3 separate regions of the Mus musculus genome follow, and regions 2 and 3 are each linked to region 1. Evidence: chromatin contacts called from public HiChIP or PLAC-seq and promoter capture Hi-C data. All regions are on one chromosome and are shown on one strand. Each heading gives the region's core, a stretch centred on a gene start, on an enhancer-like site or on the middle of the called end of the contact. The rest is flanking DNA. Distances are from core to core; before and after follow the strand shown. Region 1 holds the start of Tbl2 (transducin (beta)-like 2). Region 2 has its middle 4.3 kb from the start of Cldn4. Region 3 holds the start of Cldn3 (claudin 3).

Region 1 (4,295 bases), core at 1,225-3,724:
CTTGACTTTGAATTCAGTCTTTATCAGTGTGTATTCTTTTCTTCTATTTTTAAAGCCATTCTGAAGGTTGAGACTGTAGCTTGGTGCATGCTAAGGAAGAACACATGTTCTACATCCCCAGCCCTCATGAGTGTGGTCTTACAGAGGCTATTTTCTGAGTGTGTATAGCATCTCTCTGAACTGAGACAGCTGGGTGGGTTCATGGCTTAGCCTGTGTAGTGTGAATTCTAGTCAGGCATCCCCAAGTAGGGGAATGATATGCACAAGGGGATCTGAAGATCTGGTCTTGGGTAAGTTATTTAACTGCTTTAAATCTTGATTCCTCAAAGAGATATTGAGACCAGGCTTGGTGATGTATGCTGCCTATAAATAATTCTAGCACTCAGCAGGTGGAGACAGGAAGACTGGGAGAGGAGGTTGTTCAGAGTCAGGCTTGACTACATAGTGAGTTCAAGGCCCCACCTGGATCTCTCTCTCTCTCACACATGCACAAAAGAGAGAAAGGGGGGCGGGGGCTGGAGAGATGGCTCAGTGGTTAAGAGCACTGACTGTTCTTCCAGAGGTCTTGAGTTCAAATCCCAGCAACCACATGGTGGCTCAAAACTATCTGTAATGGGATCTGATGCCCTCTTCTGGTGTGTCTGAAGACAGCTACAGTGAACTCATATGCAGGAAAAAAAATTTTTAAAAGAGAGAAAGCAGAGCAGTGGTGGCATATGCCTTTAACCCTAGCACTTGGGAAGTGGGTGGGTCTTTGACAGCCAGGGCTATATATAGAAAACCTGTCTCAAAAAAAAAAAAAATAGTTAATTAAAATGAAAGCATATCTTGGAGAACTAGGTTTACACACCAAGCTGACACGTGTTAGGTAGCAGTAGATGCTCCCTAATTCTTACAGGAATTAAAACTTATTATTGAACTTGCTCATGGTGACCTTCAGCGTTAAACCAGATGCTGGACTGCTATTCTTTCAGCACTGGGATAAAATGCAGTGCCTCCGGTATCACAGGCAAGAGTTCTAACCCTGAGCTCTGTTCCTGACCCCTCACTAGGGGAATCCTAGGCAGGCGGTCTATGGCCGCACCATGTCCAAGCAGCCTCCAAGTGTTTCTGGAATCCCTTGTCTTCTTGAGTTTTGCTGCTGATAGAACTGTCTTTCTTGCAGGGCGATGGTGGCGCACGCCTTTAATCCCAGCACTTGGGAGGCAGAGGCAGGTGGATTTCTGAGTTCGAGGCCAGCCTGGTCTACAAAGTGAGTTTCAGGACAGCCAGGGCTACACAGAGAAACCCTGTCTCGAAAAACCAAAAAACCAAAACCAAAACAAAAACAAACAAACAAAAAAACCCAACAACAACAACAACAACAAAAAAAAAAAACCCTGTCCCGAAAAAACAAAACAAACAAAAGAACCTTCTTTCTTCCTTGGCCTCCCAGGCAAAATCCTACACTGGCATCCCTGAACAACTCACATCACAGATTTGGGGGTGTAGATCCGTGGAACAGCACTTGCTTGAGCCTCTGGGTTTCACCTACCCAGCACCTCACAAGGCTAGGTATGGGGAGCACACACACACTTGTATACTCCAATGCTCCCGAGACTGAGGCAGTAATAACCAGAGCTCAAGGCCAGTTTGGACAACATTGTGAAACCATGTCTCAGAAACTCACAATGGGTTCCCTACCCTCTCTGAAGAGTTCCCGGAATCCCCAACTTTTATTCCCTAAAAAATAAATAAATAAAAGCAGCAAGACCATTCATACTCTCGATCCTTTTATAGTATTAACTCCTTTGTGAAATTTAATACAATGTCTATTTCGCTTGCCTTTTCAGATGCTTACAATTTAGATCTACAGTGTAGACCACACTTTTACAAGCTTCTCGGTTACTGAACGTATTAAAAAGACCTCGAAGCTAGGTATAGGTAACAGGAGTTCAGAAAACGTTCCTGCCGGTCAGAGTTGGCTGAAGAGTATTTTCAAATGACCCCCATTTTCTAAGAACACGAACACATAGCAAACCTGGGGTCTGACTGAGCTTTCGTAGCAGCTCCGGGGACATAGGTGGTGGTGGTGGTGGGAGGTGTCCCAGGAAAAGTCACCGACCACGTAGCAGCGCAGCTCCCAGGTTCCAAAGAATCTTGTCCCTGGGGTGCACCTGCAACCCGAAACCTACACGGGAAAGTTCATCTCACAACCAGGGAAACTGAGGTCCGTGACTCTCCACGCTCCTCGTACCACGCGGCGGCCGGGAGCAAAGTCCCCAGAGTCACCGCCACCCGACCCGGTATACTTACAGACGGGCTGGCTGGGCTTCTCCTCGGCCCGCAGCCAGCCCCGCGCCACAGCCGCCGTGGCCACCAAGGCCAGCAGACCCACCAGGAGGGACAACCCCATCAGCTCCGGCATCTGCGGCAGCTCCATGACTGCGGGACAGCTGCCACCTCAGCCTACGACGCCGGCGTCCTCACGTCTCGGCGCACGAGGGGGCGGGGGAGGACAGTTGGCGCGCCTCGAGGGGCGGGGCTGGCCAGCGTTGGCCTCTTTGGGGCGTGGCTTGGTCCCAAGCGCACCTCGGAAGGCGGGACCTAGTCGTTACGATGCCCTATGGGAAGCGACCTGGCCGTTGGAGCGCTCTGCAGGGCGGAGGTTGGCCTCTTGAGCGCCTTGAGGGCGGGGCCTGGCCGTTAGCGGGCGCTGTGAGGCGGGGCCTGGCAGTTGGAACTCTATAAGGGCGGAGCCTGGGACGTGCGCGCCTCGAGGGGCGGGCCAGAAGGTTCCGTTCCCTGTGGGGCAGGGCCTGTCCGTTGGCGCGCTTGGAGGGACTGGGGACAGTTGCAAGTACTGTGGAGCGGCGATTGGCCTTTGGGGCGTCGTGAGGAGCCAATCTTGACGGTTTTCGTCTTTTGGGGTGGAAGAACTGGTAGTCTGAGTGTTAGGAGGAGCAAGACCTGGCCGTTGACACGACCTGAGGGGCGGGACTTAGCTGCTCGTGCTGGAGGCGGAACCTCGCGCGTTTGAGTGCTCACGTGCTCTGAGAGGTGGGGCCTGGATTTTTGAATCCCCCTTGGGGCCGGGTCTTCCGTCTGAGTTTATGAGGGGCGGGGCTTAGCTTTTGACCTGAAGAGGCAAGGCCTGGCTATTGGACTGGTTTTTGAGGGGCGGGGCCCAACGGTGAACAGCTTTGATTGAAGCTGTCTGCAAGAAGTTTTTCGGTAGCGGACTCAGACGGTCCAGCTCTCACCTCATCTTGATCGTTTATTAGAAGTTTTATTGCAGCATCGCCAAACTGGATCCTTCCAAGGGGCAGGGCAGAGGTTCTTATTCCCATTTGACCCGTGCTTTCGCTGCTGGGGAAGAGAGATGCCCTGTCCGTTGGTATGGGACAGCCTCGCAAAGCCCAAAGCGAGGGTGTCGTGGAGAGGTTGTGAATATTAGAAAAAGAAACGGCTAGAAAGGTCGGAAAGAACTGGAGATCCTAGAACACTGGTTTCATCAGACCACGCTAGTTATCATAGGAAGGCCCGGAGCAAAATCCATGGAGTATTTTGAACAAAGACTGAAGGTAGAAAGCAAACCAGGGAGATCACTTATTAATTCTGTACAAGAACGTGGGTTCGATTCCCCAGCGATGCGGAGAGAAACAACAAAACCAAAACTTACAATCATGTTGTGGCTAGGGATGTAACTCCATTGGAAGAGTATTTGACTAGCTTGCAGAAAGCTGAGTTCCTTCAGCAACCCATAAACCCGGTGTAGTAGTAATAGCCTATAATTCCACACTTGGGAGTAGGAGGCAGGAAGATCAGAAATTCAAGGTTTTCTTAGAATACATTTCGAGTTCCAGGGCAAGCTGAGCTATGTGAGACGCACAACAACAACTACAAAATAAACTGGAAGTTGCTGCAAAAATCCTCCAGGGAGGTGATAAGTACCTAGATTTGGGGGTGGCCTGAAGAGAGAAAGGGATGTCGAAAAAGATATAATTACGTTTTGGCCATGCTAGAGATTGAATCTTGGACAATCATTATGCTAAGCAGCTGCTCTACAATGGAGGCTATTATCTAGTCCCTGAAAAGGTTGTGAGTATGTATGTGTTTTACACCAATTGTGGGGGCATATTCCTTTAATCCCGGCACTTGGGAAGCAGAGACAGGTGGATTGCTTTTGAATCTGTGGCCAGTCTGGTGTACTCAAGCATACTCCAGGCCAGAGAAAGCTACACAGTGAGACTTCCAAAAGAAAATGTGTTTTCATATGTACATATATATGTGTGTATGTCATACATGAGTGTGAG
Region 2 (4,295 bases), core at 509-3,008, 200 kb after region 1:
CTCCCCCACCTGCTTACGACGTGACACACTGGGATGCACGGCTGGGGAGGCTGGAATCATTTGAACACTTTCTCCCTCCTTCCTCCTCTTGGTTGTCAGGCTCACGTCTGTATCTATAGAAACAGATACAGCGAGGTTGGTGAGCTAGCCGATGGTTCACCATATGCTCCAGGATGGCTGTGGTGGTGGTGGTGGTGGGGTTAGAGGAGCGTGCTACCCCTGAGGAAAGCCAGCTTGGATACTATGTATCCACCTGCACAGGCATTGTAGTCTCTGCTATGAAAAAGACAGTGAACGTGTAAAGGGCCCTGGCAGGAATGAGAGCATTCTAAACACACACCTGTGTCCCACCCTTTGCCCATCATTCTGCTAGAACAATGGCTCCTAAGACACTGGAATTCACCAGGAGTCTCATGTTGAAGGAAGAAAAAGGCTGAAGCCTGGCGCCAGCCAGAGGGGAAGTTTGCCTCCCCTGGAAAGTTGTCACAAGGTGTTGACAACTTTCAGTTGAGAGGATGATGGGTGGGTGATGGTGGGCCCAAGCCTGACTGCTTGGCCCTGTATTGAACAGTATGGGACCCTTGCAGCTCTGCCTGTCTCTTGTCCTGTATTCAAAGCTAAACCTCTTATCTGGACCCCAAGGGTGAACTTTCAGGGGTGTCAGCAGATCTCTCTGTTACTCTTCACAGGGTGGCTACACTAAGGACATCTCCTTTCTCTGCTAGTCACTGTTGTCCCTTTCCTTGGGGTTTTGAGGATACGTTCCCCTCCCCCTTGTTAGGGCTGCCGGTACCTAGGCTCAGAACCAAGGGTAGCTCTTGGGTTGAGGAGCTGGCTCAGGGGGTAAAGTGCTTGCTGCACAAACAAGAGGCGCTGAGTTAGGGGGACCTGTAGTTCCAGCACTGGGAAGGTGGAGGCAGAGGATTCGGGGCTTGTTGTTTAGCCAACCTGGCCAAATGGTGAGCTCGAGGGTCAGCAAGAGTCCGTCAGCCTCTCTCTCTCTCTCTTTCTCTCTCTCTCACCATACCTACACACCACACATACCACACACATATACATACCAAACCCACCCACCCACCACATACACACTATGCACACAACACCCATACACACTATACACACCACACACATACACACACTAAACACACCACACACATACACACCACATACACATCACACATTCACCACACCACACACATATACACACACACACTGCACACACATAACATACATACAGCATAACATGCACACACACACACACACACACACACACACACACACACACCAATCTGCATCCCACATCCCACAAATTGCAGACACATGAGGAAGGCTTGCATGCCATCTGCATCAGGGCAGGCACACGGAGTGGGGCGGGTGGAGGTGAATTTTTTGTTTTCTCCACTTTACTGTTCAGGGAGCCATGGAGGCTGCAGGAAGGTTTCCTGGGCCAGCAGGTGCTTTGCTCTACGGCAGGCGGGGTACGGGGGCAGGCGGGGTGTGCGGAACATCACTACCTGACTCGGCGATCCATCAAATGTCCTCCAGTCTCGCCCAGCTACCGCCTGTCTGTCGAGATCTGGATGTTGTCCCAGGATTCTGCTTTGTTTGTCTAACCTCTGGCTGGCTCCACAGCCTCCCCTTCCCTGGCTGACCACCTCTGCCTGTGGGACCCGCGAACACCTGTTCCCCCACCCCCACCACAGCCCTTCCTATTTCCTGTTCCTGTGTGGATGGCTGAACCTCTTAGTCACTTAGGATACAGGTGGAAAGTTTTAGGGCTTGTGTGCTTCCCCTCCTCCACCCCTGCTCCCTTAGTGCCATTTGGCGAAAGTCTGAAGTGGAGGGCAAGATGGTAGGGGTGGGGGTGGGGTCTGGCCACATGCTTCCTGTAAGGTAACTCGGGCAGGGGCAATGGGGAAGGAAAACCTGCCTAAGGCTACCCTACCCGGCCAAGGCAAGCGCTGGCTTCCCCTTGGGCCTCAGTTCGCTCTTTAATGCCAGTGCCCCTGGGGTCTTGTGGAGTGACTGGGCGTCTGGCATGAGGTCATTCTTGGGCAGGAAAGCGCTTCTGGTTTGCGCTGCTGCTTATCTGTTAGGATTGAGTCGGCAGCCTTCTGAGAGTCTTCAGAACCTTGTATGGAAAGTCCAGGGAAGGCGTGGTCCAGGCTGAAACTGTCCCTGTTTATGTTGCTGAGCTGTTCCCGCCTGGGGGAGGAGCAGGAAGGTGGCTAGAGAACAGGAGATGCCCAGTGCACCCTGAATCACACGTCCTCCACACACCTACTAAGTGCAAGTCCTGAACACTGAACTTGCTTTTGTATGTTTGTTTTTGAGGTAGGGTCTTGCCTCTGGCTTGTGCAGGACTCCCTAATGGAGACCTTCCCACCTGCTCTCTGCCTTCCATGACTCTCCCGCCTCTGTCTCCTGAGTGCTGGGATTACAGATGGATTACACACCCATCTTTTCTTCTCTTTCTCTTCTCCTCTCGTTTCTGTCTCTCTTCCTCTCTTTTTCCTTTCCCCCTTTTCTTTTCTTGTTTCTACCTCTTCCTCCTGAGTTCTAGGATTAAAGGCATGCGCCATCATGCCCAGTCTTGTTGATTTTGAAGACATCTATCTTATGTGGTCCCCACACTGTCCTGGAATGTCTGATCTTGTTGCTTCCACCTTTGGGTTCTGGGGTTACAATTGTGCCCCACATGTTTAGTCTATGTGGGGCCATGGATGGAACCTAGGGATCATGTATGATGTGTAAGCATGATACCAACTGAAGTATATCCCTAGCCCTTAAGTTTTTTTTGTTTTTTTGTTTTTGTTTTTCCGAGACAGGGTTTCTCTGTATAGTCCTGGCTGTCCTGGAACTCACTTTGTAGACCAGGCTGGCCTCGAACTCAGAAATCCGCCTGCCTCTGCCTCCCTAGTGCTGGGATTAAGGCGTGTGCCACCACACCCGGCAAGTTTTAAAATTTTTATTTTTATTATTTATTGATTCATTGATTAATATGGAGTCCTGCTATGAGCCCAAGCTGTCTCAGACTTGTAGTCTGGTGAAAGGGCTTTGTGGTGGCCAAACCTTGAGGGCAGGCCTTTTTTTTGTTTGTTTTTTTGTTTTTGTTTGTTTGTTTGTTGGTTGGTTGGTTTTTTGAGACAGGGTTTCTCAGTGTAGCCCTGGCTGTCCTGGAACTCACTTTGTAGACCAGGCTGGCCTCGAACTCAGAAATCTGCCTGCCTCTGCCTCCCAAGTGCTGGGATTAAAGGTATGCACCACCACCGCCCGGCTGAGTGCAGGCCTTATAGGAGGTATGAAGCATGTGTCGGCAATATACAGAGACTCTGGAGATGTGTCGCCTTGGTGATGGTGATGGCGTTATGCCCAACAGCCTGTCTCAACTTGCTTCAGCTTACCCAGGACTAGAATTACCCCTCATATCAAGAGAACTTTATTTTTTTGGAATATTGTTTAGACAAGTAGCCCAGGCTGGCCTTGAATTTATGATAGCCCTCCCGCCTCTCCTTGGGAATGCTGAGTTTATAGGAGTTTGCCTCCACGCCTAGCTTGAGCATTTAACTTGATAAGACATTGCCTTAGGCTTCCTGAGCCTCCAGCTCAGAAGGAGGCATGGAAGTGTGTCTCCACGGCCTTAACATGAGAGGGGATCCCTGCTCCATTGGTTCTTCTAACCCGGAGCGCAGTATTGGCCCAGATTCAGTCTCCAACAAACTCCAAGTACTGAGTGCTCACAGACCACGTGGGATGGTGGAAGATCAGATTGTGCTCCATAGAGTCAGGGATTATGCACCAGTTGTATACAGTAATGTACACACCTGCAATCCCAGCACCCAGGAGGATGAAGAAGAAACATGTGAGAGTCTGAGGACAGCTTGGGCTACATTAGTGGTGGTGGGGAGGACTATTTTAAAGAGACTGTGCATCTGTTGGGGTTGGAATTGGACAGACTGGCAGGCAGGAAGCCCAGGGCAGCACATAGGGTTCTGGGCAGTGACCGGAGTTCAGAGATCTATGGCAGCTGTGGTCTTTGTGGTGTTCACCCAAAAGTGGTACAAAGAGAAACACGAGAGAGTGGAGTACACACTTGTAACCCTAGCAGATTGGAGACTGAAGCAGGAGCATTGCCATGGGTTTGAGGCCAGTCGGTGTTACATAGAGTTCCAGGCTAGCTTAGATACACGAAGATGCTGTTTTAAGAAACAAAACAAAGCCGGGGATAGTGGTGGTGCTTGCCTTTAATCCGGGAGGCAGAGGCAGGCAGATCTTTGAGTTTAAGGTCAGCCTGG
Region 3 (4,295 bases), core at 579-3,078, 160 kb after region 1:
CTCCCAGTGCTGGGAATGGAACCCAAGCCCCATGCATGCTACACAAGTGTCCTACCACTGAGCCACATCCCCACCGTCTGTCTGAATGGCAGTCCTTTAGGTGAGGCATTTGGTCTGAACAATAGGTCTTTTTGTTCCACGTCTCCAAATATGAAATCTCGGTAGAGAATGTAATTCTTTAGCTTGCACATCAGCTACCCCAAATGCCCGGAGCAAGGCTGTGGATACAAGCACAAACCAACTAGGCTGTCCCAGAGAAGAGTCCCTGTGTTCTTCCCCTTGCCCCTCTCCAGCAGAGTTCCTCATACGCCCTCTGGCTGGATTGCTAGATAAACCTCGCTCGCCATAGGGTCTGTGGAGATCAGTGCTGGGATATCTCCCAAGTGTTACCCACCTAGTGAGCACAAAAACTCATGTGTACCCCCACTTTCTCCTTACTCAACCTGTGAAGCTGTTTAAAGCTCGCTGCCCGTGATGAGGGCTATTCGAGGGACAGTCCCCAGCAGGTGCCCCGTAGGGGAGGTGGTAGCCTGTGCGGTGGCGTTCAGGATAAGGAAGCTCCAGCGACTGCAAAAAACGAAAGACTTTTATTGAAAAATATGAAATGGCCCGTTTCATGGTTTGCCTGTCTCTGCCCACTGTGAGCTTCTGCGGGGCTGGCAAGTAGCTGCAGTGGCCACCCCAGCCCAGTTCTTGGGAAGGGCGAGGTTTCTTTGTCCATTCGGCTTGGACAGTTCCTAGGCCCGGTAGTCAGGTGGCAGCCGGAGAAGGGGAGATGCCAGCCTGTCTGTCCTCTTCCAGCCTAGCAAGCAGACTGTGTGTCGTCTGTCACCATCTGGAAGGTGGGGTGGTCTCAGACGCGAGGCTGCACGCTGGACGGGTGGGGTTCATCGACTGCTGGTAGTGGTGACGGTACGGTCTGCGTGCACCCGGCCCCTCAGACGTAGTCCTTGCGGTCGTAGGCGGTGCCGGTACCGGTGCCAGGGCCGGTGGATCGCGGCGCAGAATAGAGGATCTTGGTGGGTGCATACTTGTCGCGCGGTGGGCAGGAGCAACACAGCAAGGCGCCCCCTAGCAACTGCAGCGCGGCGGCAGCCCAGCCCACGTACAACCCAGCTCCCATCTCCCGCTTCTGGGCCTCGGGCACCAACGGGTTATAGAAATCCCTGATGATGGTGTTGGCCGACCAGGACACCGGTACTAAGGTGAGCAGAGCCGCCAACAGGAAAAGCACTCCCGCCACGATGGTGATCTTGGCCTTGGCCGTCTCGTCTTGTACGCAGTTGGTACACTGGGCGCCCACGAGCGCCACGAGGAGCCCGAAGGCGGCCAGCAGGATGGACACCACGATGAGGGCTCGGGCGGCCTGCAGGTCCTGCGGCAGGGCCAGCAGCGAGTCGTACATTTTGCACTGCATCTGACCGGTGCTCTGCACCACGCAGTTCATCCACAGGCCCTCCCAGGTGATCTGCGCCGTGATGATGCTGCTGCCGATGAAGGCCGAAACGCGCCACATGGGAAGGGCGCAGCACACGATGGTGCACAGCCAGCCCAGCACGGCCAGCGACGTGCCGGTGATCTCCAGGCCCATGGACATGGCTGCTGGACTTGAACCGGCTCGGCCGGGCAGCTCAGGGGACTGGGAGACCAGGGATCGCGGCCGCTGGACCTGGGAATCAACTGCCCTTCGAAAACTGACGGACGTCTGTCGCCGGGAACGACGGGTGGGTGGCAAAGGACGGAGCGCGCTTAACGGCTCCTCTCCTGGGGCTCGCACAGAGACTGCCCCTGCACCTGCCTGTGGCTTTGGAGACTGGCTTCTGAGACTGGGTTGGCTCTGGGATGGGGTGGGTTGGACTTAGCTTGGTGCCTAGAGGAGGAGGGTGGAGCTCGCTCTTCTGGCCCAGGGGACAGTGACGTGTGTCCCGTCCAGTCCGGTCCGTCCTCCCCAACCCCCTTCACCATAGGAGAAAGGATTTGGCTAGAACCTCAATGCTGAAGTGTATGTGTTGTGTGTGGCGGGGGTGGGGGTGGGGTGGGAGAGTGTGTATCGAAGGAGGGCGGGGTCGTCTAAGCTCCCTCCCTTCCCAACCTCCCCAAGCTCCTTAAGCATAACGAATTCTCTAGAGCTATACAGAGTGGGAGGGGCGCTTCAAGGATTTGAAGTGCAAATCACCAATTGTAAACTGCTTGACTCTCTTGTCCCCCACCTCCGTCTTCTTTAGCGCGGGAGGCGTAGGATGGAGGCGCGGCCAATTCCTCTGGACAACCCGGACTGGGAGGACCTAGGTGGGGGCGTGGCTGAGGCTGTTTGTCGCCGTAGGTGGATGGAATTGTAGCACCTGCTCCAAGTCCCTCAGGCTTTGACACAAGCACTCTGGCCTTGTCCAAGTGCAACCTGATATACAGAACTCTGAAACCAGGGACAACGACCACCTGCAGAGCCCACTCTGCACCTCAGGGACCGGTGTTGAGTTCAAATTCTTGTCCAGCACCCTCATGTGACCTGGGCTGGTGGCAAGCCTACATGGCTTAGCTCAAATGCCCGCCCACCTAGAAGCTGCTTTCCCCCACGGAGGTTCTCTAGATGGAGTCTTGTTTTCTTTCCTTTGGGGGTGGGGGCGGGGCAGAGTGAGTACCAGGGTGAGTGAACAGTGGGAAAGAGATTTGATACACATGAGAAAAAAAAAAGACGTCTAGCCAGGTGTGTTGGCTCCTGCCTGAGGCTGAGGCAAGCAGACAGCTGTGAGTTCAAGGCCAGATACAGCGAAACTGTGTCTCACAACTCCTGTGCAGAAGCCCTGTGCAGCATGCCATGCCTGTAGTCCCAGAGCTTGGGAAAGTGGAGGCAGGCAGGAGTTCAAGACCATCTTGGCGACACGGAGAATTCAAAGCCAGATGGGCTACATGAGACCCTGGCTCAAACAAGCTACAAAGTAACACCAAAAAAGCCCCCAAAACACCAATTCCTTTTGCCTCCGGACACTGACTCCCCTGCCGCACACCTTGGGGTGGCGCATGCTCCGACTTCTCCCGTTGCCTCTTCCCTTCACCTCAGCTAGGATACAGCTCTTTTGGTTTAGTTTCCTATACATCCTCTTCGAGGACCCGTGCTTGGGGTCCTTTCTCCATGAGACACTCCTACAGCTCTCCGCATAGCTCACTGACCTCGCTTCATAGTTTCAGAGGCTGGAGATGGAGCTCAGTGGCTAGAGTGCTTGGCCAGCCTGCACGAAGCCTCTGGTCTGTCCCTGGCACGGAATAAACCCTAATAGATGGATGGCACTTCAGCAAGCACCACACCGAGATCCTCCCCAGCTGATTTGGAGGTCAGTGTGGGTGGCTTGGAACCCTGCACCCAAATAGAAACAGGACAACAAAATCGTCCCAGCTTCTTACCCACAATGCCACGTTCTTTTTCTGTTTTGTTTTGTTTTGTTTTGTTTTCGAGACAGGGTTTCTCTGTTGTAGCCCTGGCTGTCCTGGAACTTGTGCTGTAGACCAGGCTGGCCCGGAACTCACAGATCCACCTGCCTCTGCTTCCCATGTGCTGGAAGCACTGTTCTCTTTGCCACTTTGATACCTTTGTTTTCTTTCATATTTGACATTATCTAAAGTGGCCTCTGGCTTTCCTTTCTTCCCCCCTCCCTCCTTTTCTCTCCCTGCTTTCCTTTTTTCTCTCCCTCCCGCTCCCTCCTCCCGGTCCCCCCCACCCCGCCCCCTCCACTCCTCCCCGCCCCAGGGTGGCCTTAAACTCCAGGTTGTTTTGCCTCCCCTGCACAAGTGGCAAGCTTCTTTGTGAGAGAGGCCACGCTTGGTTTCTCATTTATTTGTTTCTTTGTCTCTGCTCCGGTCTGTTACCACCACCAGGACATTCAGAATGTTCCAAGGACAAACATTTTTGCCTGTTTTATTATGTGACACTCCCGATGCCTAGAACAGGGCTGGGTGCTCTGAGAGGTAATTGACTTAGCACTTTCCCTTGTTTCAGCAACCTGTCCTGCCAGGGCTCTATGTCCAGGGATGACCTCGTGTTGTGAGGGCCCCAGGGGCTTTGCAATTAGCTAGGAAGCTGAGATCCATCCAGCTAGATGAAGGCTTTCTGGAGGCAGATGGTCCAGAGGACAAAAGCCCTTGTTTTCAAGCTTGACAACCTGAATTTGATCCCTGTTACTTCAAAGATGAAAAAAAGCCCATTCTCCAAAGTAGTTCTTTGACCTCCCCGTGCTTGCTGCAGTACACACACACACACACACACACAGAGGAACAGACACCCACACTGACATACACTCTTA

Evidence for each region. Promoter capture Hi-C pulls out the DNA fragments that hold promoters and counts their contacts. HiChIP or PLAC-seq counts read pairs in DNA pulled down with a chosen protein or histone mark.
Region 2: a FOXA1 HiChIP or PLAC-seq map of pancreatic cancer cells shows a contact between it and region 1. The contact joins the enhancer-like site here to the promoter of Tbl2 in region 1. A contact is called at or near these places in 2 of 484 Hi-C or Micro-C datasets (both in embryonic stem cells), 3 of 115 datasets of contacts at active chromatin or transcription factors (embryonic stem cells, memory CD8 T cells and pancreatic cancer cells) and 2 of 9 other capture datasets (adipose tissue and liver).
Region 3: a promoter capture Hi-C map of liver shows a contact between it and region 1, with 2.7 times the contacts expected there. The contact joins the promoter of Cldn3 here to the promoter of Tbl2 in region 1. A contact is called at or near these places in 4 of 39 promoter capture datasets (embryonic stem cells, liver and stem cell-derived epiblast-like cells), 1 of 115 datasets of contacts at active chromatin or transcription factors (pancreatic cancer cells) and 1 of 9 other capture datasets (adipose tissue).

The regions. Positions count from the first base shown.
Region 1 is chr5:135,147,865-135,152,159 of GRCm38.p6, reverse strand. Tbl2 (transducin (beta)-like 2) reads right to left here and starts at 2,474. Exons shown (of 7, transcript NM_013763.3): 1 at 2,296-2,474. The coding sequence starts at 2,422.
Region 2 is chr5:134,949,099-134,953,393 of GRCm38.p6, reverse strand. No RefSeq gene overlaps it. Among named protein-coding and RNA genes, the nearest start is that of Cldn4, 4.3 kb to the right of the region's middle. Within about 2 kb of position 1,758, at least 104 of the 459 cell types and tissues checked have an H3K27ac peak or open chromatin away from gene starts, as enhancers often do. A contact at or near this core is called in memory CD8 T cells and pancreatic cancer cells, where this site is marked.
Region 3 is chr5:134,983,747-134,988,041 of GRCm38.p6, reverse strand. It overlaps Cldn3 (claudin 3), which reads right to left and starts at 1,828. Exons shown (of 1, transcript NM_009902.4): 1 at 566-1,828. The coding sequence starts at 1,597. The coding sequence ends at 938. Wbscr25 (Williams Beuren syndrome chromosome region 25 (human)) reads left to right here. Exons shown (of 5, transcript NR_026907.1): 5 at 452-609.